Linked DNA regions of Mus musculus: region 1 is linked to region 2. Evidence: chromatin contacts called from public promoter capture Hi-C data. All regions are on one chromosome and are shown on one strand. The core of a region is the stretch at or near the end of the contact, and the rest is flanking DNA. Distances in the headings are between cores, read along the strand shown. Region 1 holds the start of Mrps10 (mitochondrial ribosomal protein S10). Region 2 holds the start of Abcc10 (ATP-binding cassette, sub-family C (CFTR/MRP), member 10).

Region 1 (4,307 bases), core at 1,080-3,579, 1.0 Mb before region 2:
AGTATGCGTGGTCACCCACACACTCAGACAGTAAGCTCTCCTACACAGTAACTCGGATGCTAAGAAGCATGGCGCTTCCCAGTCACATTCTTCCTCTGAAATAGCTTTGACTCCTGGGGTGGGGGTTGCATGAGGCACGACCTGGCCTCCAACTGGAGAGATGGGCAAGCCTTGAGCGTCCGCTATGTCTGACTTCACCTCCCAAGTGCTGGCTGCGAACCATCGTGTGCAGCTTTGTTTTTTAAGGCCTTGGACATGCACAGATCTGGCTGGATAAAATTTTTCTCACAAGTGCAAACAACTCTGTCTCTAGCATTCTAATTTTTAAAAAAGTCTACATCTGTGAGTGTTTCTACATGCATGTACCTGCATGTACGAGAGTGTGGAGGCTAGAAGCTGTTGGGTGTCATTAAGGAAGGATCTCATTGGCCCCAAGTCTCAACTTTTCTTGGCTAGTCTGGAAGGCCAAAAGCTTCAGCGGACCCATGAGCCCCTGGAGCCTCCCCTTGACAGCCTGGTGCTGGCACCCGAACCCCAGACTTGTGCAAGTGCTCTTAACTACTGCAGCCCTAGCCCCTCAATTTTTTTTTTCTTTTTTTGTTTTGTTTTTCGAGAAAGGGTTTCTCTGTATAGCCCTGGCTATCCTGGAACTCACTTTGTAGACCAGGCTGGCCTCGAGCTCAGAAATCCACCTGCCTCTGCCTCTCAAGTGCTGAGATTAAAGGTGTACACCACCACCACGCCCGGCTTGATATTTTTCCTAAGGTAAGTGATTATACAAGTGTGGGCCAGGGCTGCCCATGAATTCTTAAGATACTCTCGGGAGGCCTGAAACCAAAACTCACCATGACATTACTCAAGACTTTTCTGCTCTCATTCTCCATTTGGTGTTCAGTGGAGTCTTCCAGAGCTGCGTGGGTTGTACCATCTAGTAAAAGATGGTATGCGAAAACTAACGAGAGAAAAGCTGCCTTTGCTGGAAGGCTGCGTCCCAGGCTTACTCTTCTTCAAATTTGCTTCTGCTTTGGAAAGCAGGCTTTCTAAAGTGTTAACTAACCTGGGACGATATCGAGGCTGGAGTGATGGCTCGGCAACCCTAGCAGACCACTCGAGTCCCACAGAAGGCTACAAATGGGCTTCAGTGGCAGAACCCTTGTCTGGTGTAAGCAAGGCCCTGGGTTCAATCTCTAGTATGAAAAACAAACTTTTTGGAATCTTTGATCCTTTTTTTTTTCGAGACAGGGTTTCTCTGTGTAGCCCCGGCTGTCCTGGAACTCACTTTGTAGACCAGGCTGGCCTTGAACTCAGAAATCCGCCTGCCTCTGCCTCCCGAGTGCTGGGATTAAAGGCGTGCGCCTCTTGCTTTGGCCTCTCAAGGGCTGGTATTACAGGTGTGGGCCACCACCTCTGGGTTACATGCTGCTGTGGGGCCGACAGGGCCAGCTTTAGGCATTAGGCCCTTGAGCAACCGAGCCACAGTGTCAGCTCTTCCTTTTTTAAAGAATTCGTTTATTTTGGGACAGGGCCTCAATATGCAAGCCAGGTTTTACAAGTAATGCTATTTCAGGGTCAGCCATCTGACCCAGTTCTGAGCATTATTTTCAAAACTACTAAATGACCATTGAGAAGAGTCACAAAAGTTTCAAGACCAAAGTTCTTGAGAACAGCCTGGTTTTTTTGTTTTTAATTTAAATTATTTTTGTGATAGGATCTCAATACATAACCTGGCTGTCTTCGAACCCAGAAGTTCGTCCGCCTGCCTCCTTTCCCCAGTGCTGTGATTCATGCCATGCGAACTCCAGGCAAGTTTTCCTTTTTCAAAGACCCTCTCGAGGGAGATCTGACCCATTCCCCTGACCTGGGAGCTCTCGGGTCACCTCCTCAGCCGTGGAGGCGAGCAGGGCGTCCCAGTGGGGCTGCACCGGGGCTTTATGTGACCCAGCGTTTGCTGGCTCGGTTCCTAAGAATCCGAGACCAGCGTTGTCTTCTCTGAGCTCACGGTTTCCATGGCCCTCTCTACCGTGGAGGGAGGGCTCTGAACGCGTTTTCCTCATCCTTCCTGCTCTGACGTCTTACGGTTCTCGCTCCCGTCTTGCCAATTTATGTAGGGTCCCTCGAGAGAAAAACCTGCCCTTTTCTTGTCACTTTCTAATAACTTCCTCCAACGGAGGATGACTCCGTACGGGTCGGGCAGAGGGTGGCAGCGAGACTCGACGATGACGGCGCCGTCGGCAGCCGGGACCCCACGCCCACCCCTTTACCTGCTGCAGGCGCCGGCACAGAGCCACACACGCTGCGCGCGCCGCCATCTTGGTGCCCTGATCGCCCAGGACCGCTTCCGGGGTCACAGCATTGTTCGCGAACCATAGAGTTCGAAAAGGAAAGAGTGTCTCCTGTGTTCCGACACTGAAACAACCATAGAGACGGTGCTCCTTGAATTTTTTTAAAATTATATTTTAAATTTTCTATTTTCTTATTTATTTACTTATTTATTATTCACTCATTCATTTAAGGTTTTGAGTGGATGCGTCGCTTCCGCCGTCTGGATAAACTCCCAGGTTCTATCTATACGCTGTCTATCCTAAGATCCTATTTGTCTTGGGTGGTTCTGTTTGCTTAGAGACAAACACAACAGAAATACTTGGGAAGGAAGTTGCTGCTGCTACTGAGTCCAAATTCTAACATTTTACCTTATTGCAAAAGGCGTTTCATTCTTAAACTTTGTTCACACCATCGGAATGCCAGGCTTGTTAATGGATTTTTCTAAATTGTGTTTTTCAAAATGCCTTCCCATGCAATTTAGCATAATGGAAGCTCCACACTTAGGCGCTCTGGTTTCTATTTAGGTGGGTGACTTGATCAAATTTCTTCCGTACTTTGAACCCCCTTTTTTTTTTTTTTTTTCTTTCACTTGCCAAGTAGAGATGAGAACAAATCATACTTGCAGTAGAGGATTAAATGAGATTAAAATGCTACATGATAAATGTCATCCTGAATTTGTGACATCTCTTCTACATCCTGGGCCTTAAGAGGTTGTTGGGAAAATGAATAAGGGTCAACTTAATGCGAATGAAACAAAGTATATGTCTTAGTAAGGGTTTCTATTGCTGCTACAAAACAACATGATCAAAAAGCAAGCTGGGGAGGAAAGGGTTTATTTGGCTTGCACTTCCAGATCACAGTCCATCACTGGAGGAAGTCAGGACAGGAACTCAAGCAGAGCTGGAATCTGGAGGCAGGAGCTGATGCAGAGGCCATGGAGGGGTCCTGCTTACTGGCTTGCTTCCCATGGCTTGCTCAATCTGCCTTCTAATAGAACCCAGAACTACCAACCCAGGAATGGCAGCACCCACAGTAGGCTGGGCCCTCCCCCACAGATCAGCAGTTGTGAAAATGCCTTACAGTTGGATCGTATGGAGATATGTCTTCAACTGAGGCTCCTTCCTCTCCAGTGACTCCAGCTTGGGTCAAGTTGACACACAAAACTAGCCAATACTATATCTCCATAAACCATCATGCCAATGTAAAGCTGGGTCTCCCACAAGCAGGCATTAATTCTTATTTGGCAGGCCAGAGAACTAAGCAAAGGGTAGAATGTCCAGATGGCACAACTGATGAGAGATTTATGAATATGGACCACTTTCCTGCCCCTCAGGCGGGCCTATATGTGATCTCTATATGGAAACAGAATCTTTAACTAGTGTGTGGCTGGATTTGGCTATGCCCTACCTGCACAGGCAACCCAGAAGTGTCCTCAGAATTAGCTCTGGTGGCCCCTCTCAGCCAATGATCTGTTCTGACAGTACCCCAACCTTAATCTCTTTACTACCTCTAGACTTTGCATCCATCTCTCCGTATGGTCCTTCATGATGGCTTCTCACCCAGCCTCCAGTCCTTCTGGGTGGTCTCAGCTCAGGGAGTCTACTGCACCCCTAACTAGGGAATGACTCTCACTTAGGATACCTAATCTTATGCTCACAGAAGTAATTGTATCATAATTTTAAGGTGAGGTTCAGAGCCAAGTTGACTTGGCCAACGTCATATGGTGAGGTCCAGCTGAACCCGTAGCCACCTTCACAATCCTAGTTCAAGGACTGTACTACTCTTACAGTGGGCTGTTTCTGTCTATGATGATGTTCAGTGTTGATGTCTCTTTTGGATGAGAAGACTTTAGGTACCCTCCTGCCCACCCCACTTCACAGAGAAAGTTTGATTGACTTGGTTTTATGACTTGGCAGCATGATCTGCTAATTGGAACCAGAGAGGTGTGCTCTAAGCAGCCTTCACTACTAGATGTCCTCTCCTTG
Region 2 (4,279 bases), core at 1,375-3,874:
AGAGGAAGAAGAGGGGGAGGAGGAGGAGGAGGGAGAGGAAGAGGAAGAAGAGGGGGAGGAGGAGGAGGAGGGAGAGGAGGAGGAGGAGGAGGAGGAAGAGGAAGAGGAAGAAGAGGGGGAGGAGGAGGAGGAGGGAGAGGAAGAGGAAGAAGAGGGGGAGGAGGAGGAGGAGGGAGAGGAGGAGGAGGAGGGAGAGGAAGAGGAAGAAGAGGGAGAGGAGGAGGAGGAGGGAGAGGAAGAGACTCCTGGCTTGGGTTAGAGAGATGGCTTACTGGCTGAGAACAGTTTGCTCTTGGGGAGGACCTGAGTTTAGTTCCCAGCACCCACATGGCAGCTTACCACTATCTGTAAGTAAAGTCCCGGAAGATCCAATTCCCTCTTCTGGCCTCTGCAGGTAATGCATCAATGTGTTGAACAGACACACACATAAAATATATGCAAGCAACACACACACACACACACACACACACACACACACACACACACACACGCATAAAATAAAAACAAATGAGTTTTTGTTTGTTTGGTTGGTTGATTTTTCGAGACAGGGTTTCTCTGTGTAGCTCTGATTGTCCTAGAACTCACTCTATAGACCTGGCTGGCCTCAAATTTAGAGAGCCACCTGTCTCTGTGTTCCATGTGCTAGGATCAAAGGTGTGAGCCACCACGGCCTGGCTAAAAACAAATTAAGTTTTTAAAAAGGAAAATAAATGTAGGCCGGGTGTGGTGGCACACGCCTTTAATTCCAGCACTTGGGAGGCAGAGGCAGGCAGATTTCTGAGTTTGAGGCCAGCCTGGTCTACAGAGTGAGTTCCAGGACAGCCAGGGTTACACAGAGAAACCCTGTCTCAAAAAACCAAATAAATAAATAAATGTAGAGCTTTTTATTGAGACCCAAGGGGAATCTTCACAATTACCTATGGAAGTACTTCTCTTCAGGGAGATCTTCATGTGAGTGGATATTGTGTATCCATGCCTCATCAATAAAGAAAAATGTTCTTCCCCTTGGAGGGGTTTAAGCCATGAATAAGAATTTGAATTCTCAGCCGGGTGTGGTGGCGCACGCCTTTAATCCCAGCACTTGGGAAGCAGAGGCTGGCGAATTTCTGAGTTCAAGGCTAGCCTGGTCTACAGAGTGAGTTCCAGGACAGCCAGGGCTACACAGAGAAACCCTGTCTTGAAAAACAAAAAACAACAAAAAAAAAGATTTTGAATTCATTTCTCTCCCTGTACCTTCTGTCTCTGTTGTCTAATATGTCATTTATCTGTGTACTGTGTGTATGATTAATAAGGGATATATATATATCAGAAAACATGGCATGTGAAAGGAATAAGGACTTTCTTCTAGAAATATTTTTAAATAAATTTAAACAGATTGAATACACAGTAGGGAAACAAGACAGGTACATAATTTTAAATGTCTCAAATCTTTAATTTGGTTTCAAGGTCTTCAGTTTCTGAAGGCAAATATTTTGGGGGGAAAAAAACCCAAACTATTCCCACAACACTGAACACTCTCATGAAGTCAGTACCAATATACACCTTGCAAACATAAAGCTAAAATGAAACTAATCTCATCGCGCTGCTAAAATTGGTGGGTCAGGGTCCGAACCAACATCTATCTGGATAACCAAAAGTTTCCGTTCTTCCCATCACTCTGAAATATTTAGGAATGACTAAGCAAAGCACGTGACCTGAACACTTTTTTTTTAAAGTTTATATGTATGTGTGTGCAGGTGCTTACAGAGACCAAGAAGGCCTTGGATCCCTGGAGCTGGAGCCTTCTTACACGGGTGCTGGAAATCAAATCCAGGTCCTGTGCAAGAGCAGGAAGCACTCTTCTTAATCTTTGAGCCACAGCTTTAGACATAAACATTTTAAGGCCTTGACATAAACATTTTAAATTATACAAATTTCACAATACTTGGGTTGGTATTATCATCTCAATCGAAAAAAAAAAAAGCCAAAAAAAAAAAAAACAAAAAACAAAAAACCAAGGCTCAAGTAAGTTGGATACTTTCAAGATCTTGTAGCCTTAGGATACAGGAATAGCCTTTTGTCCTCAAGCATTCCTCAGCGTGGCAGGCATGTTTGGATTTCCAGCTCTTTAAACGCTGTGCATTTGTCAACTAGTATGCAATAGGTAAGCGAGAGCGAGCGCTCCACGTGCCAGGGTCTTAATGAATTTGCACAAGGACAGGACTGGGTGGGTCACTGCGCAAGCCAAAAGACAGAAACGTGCGCAAACACCATCGCGCTCCCGGGACAGCTCCCCGAGGCAGAGCTGTACGCACGCGCAGAGGCTGGCACGCGTTAGAGCATCCTTACCCCCATGGGCGAAAATAACCAAAAACTGCGAACAGCACCCGTTAACAGGTCTTCCTGCCTCTAGAGGGCCCTAGCATCGTGGCGCAGCACCCTGACCTGGCAGCGCGTCCTTTCTCACCCACAAACACTTGAGATATTAAAACAGCTCAAAGGCGCTTAGGTTTCCAAGTGCGGGAGACAGGAGGGTGAACGTAAGTACCAGGATCTAGAAACTGGCCTGCCCCGGGGACAGCGACTTCCTCTCCAGCCCCGGAAGTACCTCAAGAATGGGCGGGCTCTAGCTCGAAGCGGAAGCAAGGGGCGGTCCCGCCTAGGGGGCGGGGATTCAGCGGGGGACTCAGTCCCCGAGCCTTGTCACTCTTGGCTTCCGCCCGGGTGAGGTGTCTATGGAGGGGCTCCTGGCCCAGCTGTGTGGCACGGACGCGGCGCGGCCGCTCCCGCTGTGGGAAGGGGACACGACGGGCCACTGCTTCACCCAGCTGGTGCTCAGCGCCCTTCCCCACGCGCTCCTCGCCGTCCTCAGTGCCTGCCACTTGGGCACCCCAAGGTGAGACTGCAACGAGGCACCAACTCACATCGCTCCCAGATGTCCCTGGGATTGCGAGGTCTCTGTAGGGCAGAAGCAGAATAAAAGCTGACTGTTCGCACTCAGTTGAGCAAGCCACCTACCTTCTCGGAGTCTCCGCAGTTTTGAGCGGGTTCAATGACACAAGGCGTTTAAACACCGAGTGCGGCGCCTGTCATATCCTTAAAGTTGCCAATGCATCTCTCTTGCAGAGTTTTAAATGTCCTAGTGGAGCTGCCATGAATTGGAGGCAAACTTAGATAAACGTTTTAGCAAAAAAAAAAAAAAAAAAAAAAAAAAAGGATGCTTGTATAGGGCCAGTGGCACGCCACTTCCATCCAGCAAGCCCTGCTATCCCTAGGCTAAAAGCCCATGTAGACTCTGCTGGAGAGAAGCTGTAGGAAGAAGAGTAACGAAATCAAAATCTTAGAACTAACTTGGCTTTGTGTTGTGAGGTGTTGGTGCTACACTCGCCTTGATTTTATATTTAGTTCTTGGATGGCCAAGTTAAGTCCTTCTGTCCCTTTTGCAGAATGAAGCAAAAGCCTAGAAGAGGTTAGTACAGACACCCACAGCAAGCCTGCTCAGGTCAGGCATGTGAAGCCTTTAATCCCAACTCTTGGGAGACAGAGGCAGGTGGATGGATGCCTGTGAGTCCAAGGCCAGCCTGGTCTACAAAGTGAGTTCCAGGCCAGGCAGGGCTAATAAGAGAGCGCCTGTCAAAAAAAAAAAAAAAAAAAAAAAGGGGTGGTCTAGTCTAAGCTTTTCTAGAGGCAGAGGGATCTCAGCTTGGGCCACATGAGAGGGAACAAAAGGAACTAAAGTGTCTAGTTTATAGATAAACATTTTTTAGGACTGCAAAGAGCTTAACAGACTCAGTTGAGTTGTTTTGTGTTGTTGAAATAGGGTGTCATTCTGTATGCCCGGCCTAGAACTCAAGGAGATCTGCCTGCTCCTGCCTTCTAAGTACTGGGATTAAAGAAATATGGCTCCAGCCTCACCCTCTGCTTTTTTGATCAGTTGGTTGATTGATTTTGCCCAACTGTATGACTGTGCACCACTTGGGTGCAATGCCTGAGGAGGCCAGAGGGGAGGGCATCAGATCCCCTGGAATTGGAGTTTCAGACAGCCATGAGCTGCCATGTGAGTGCTGGGAACTGAACCCTTGGTCCTCTGTAAGAGCAGCCAGTGCTCTTAACTGCCCGGCTGTCTCTCTAGCCCCAATTTCATTCTTTTTAAAAATACTGGAAGAGTTTTATGCATAAGAGTGTTCGACAGCAATTATTCATATGTGCTACATGCATGTCGGGTAAAAGATGGCATTGGGTGCCCTGGAACTAGTGTTACAGAGGACAGTGAGCTATCATATGGGTGCTCGGAACTGAC

Evidence for each region. Promoter capture Hi-C pulls out the DNA fragments that hold promoters and counts their contacts.
Region 1: a promoter capture Hi-C map of liver shows a contact between it and region 2, with 4 times the contacts expected there. The contact joins the promoter of Mrps10 here to the promoter of Abcc10 in region 2. A contact is called at or near these places in 2 of 39 promoter capture datasets (liver and pre-B cells) and 1 of 115 datasets of contacts at active chromatin or transcription factors (astrocytes).

The regions. Positions count from the first base shown.
Region 1 is chr17:47,366,909-47,371,215 of GRCm38.p6, reverse strand. It overlaps Mrps10 (mitochondrial ribosomal protein S10), which reads right to left and starts at 2,329. Exons shown (of 7, transcript NM_001146212.1): 1 at 2,262-2,329. The coding sequence starts at 2,309.
Region 2 is chr17:46,326,368-46,330,646 of GRCm38.p6, reverse strand. It overlaps Abcc10 (ATP-binding cassette, sub-family C (CFTR/MRP), member 10), which reads left to right and starts at 2,624. Exons shown (of 21, transcript NM_170680.2): 1 at 2,624-2,875. The coding sequence starts at 2,715.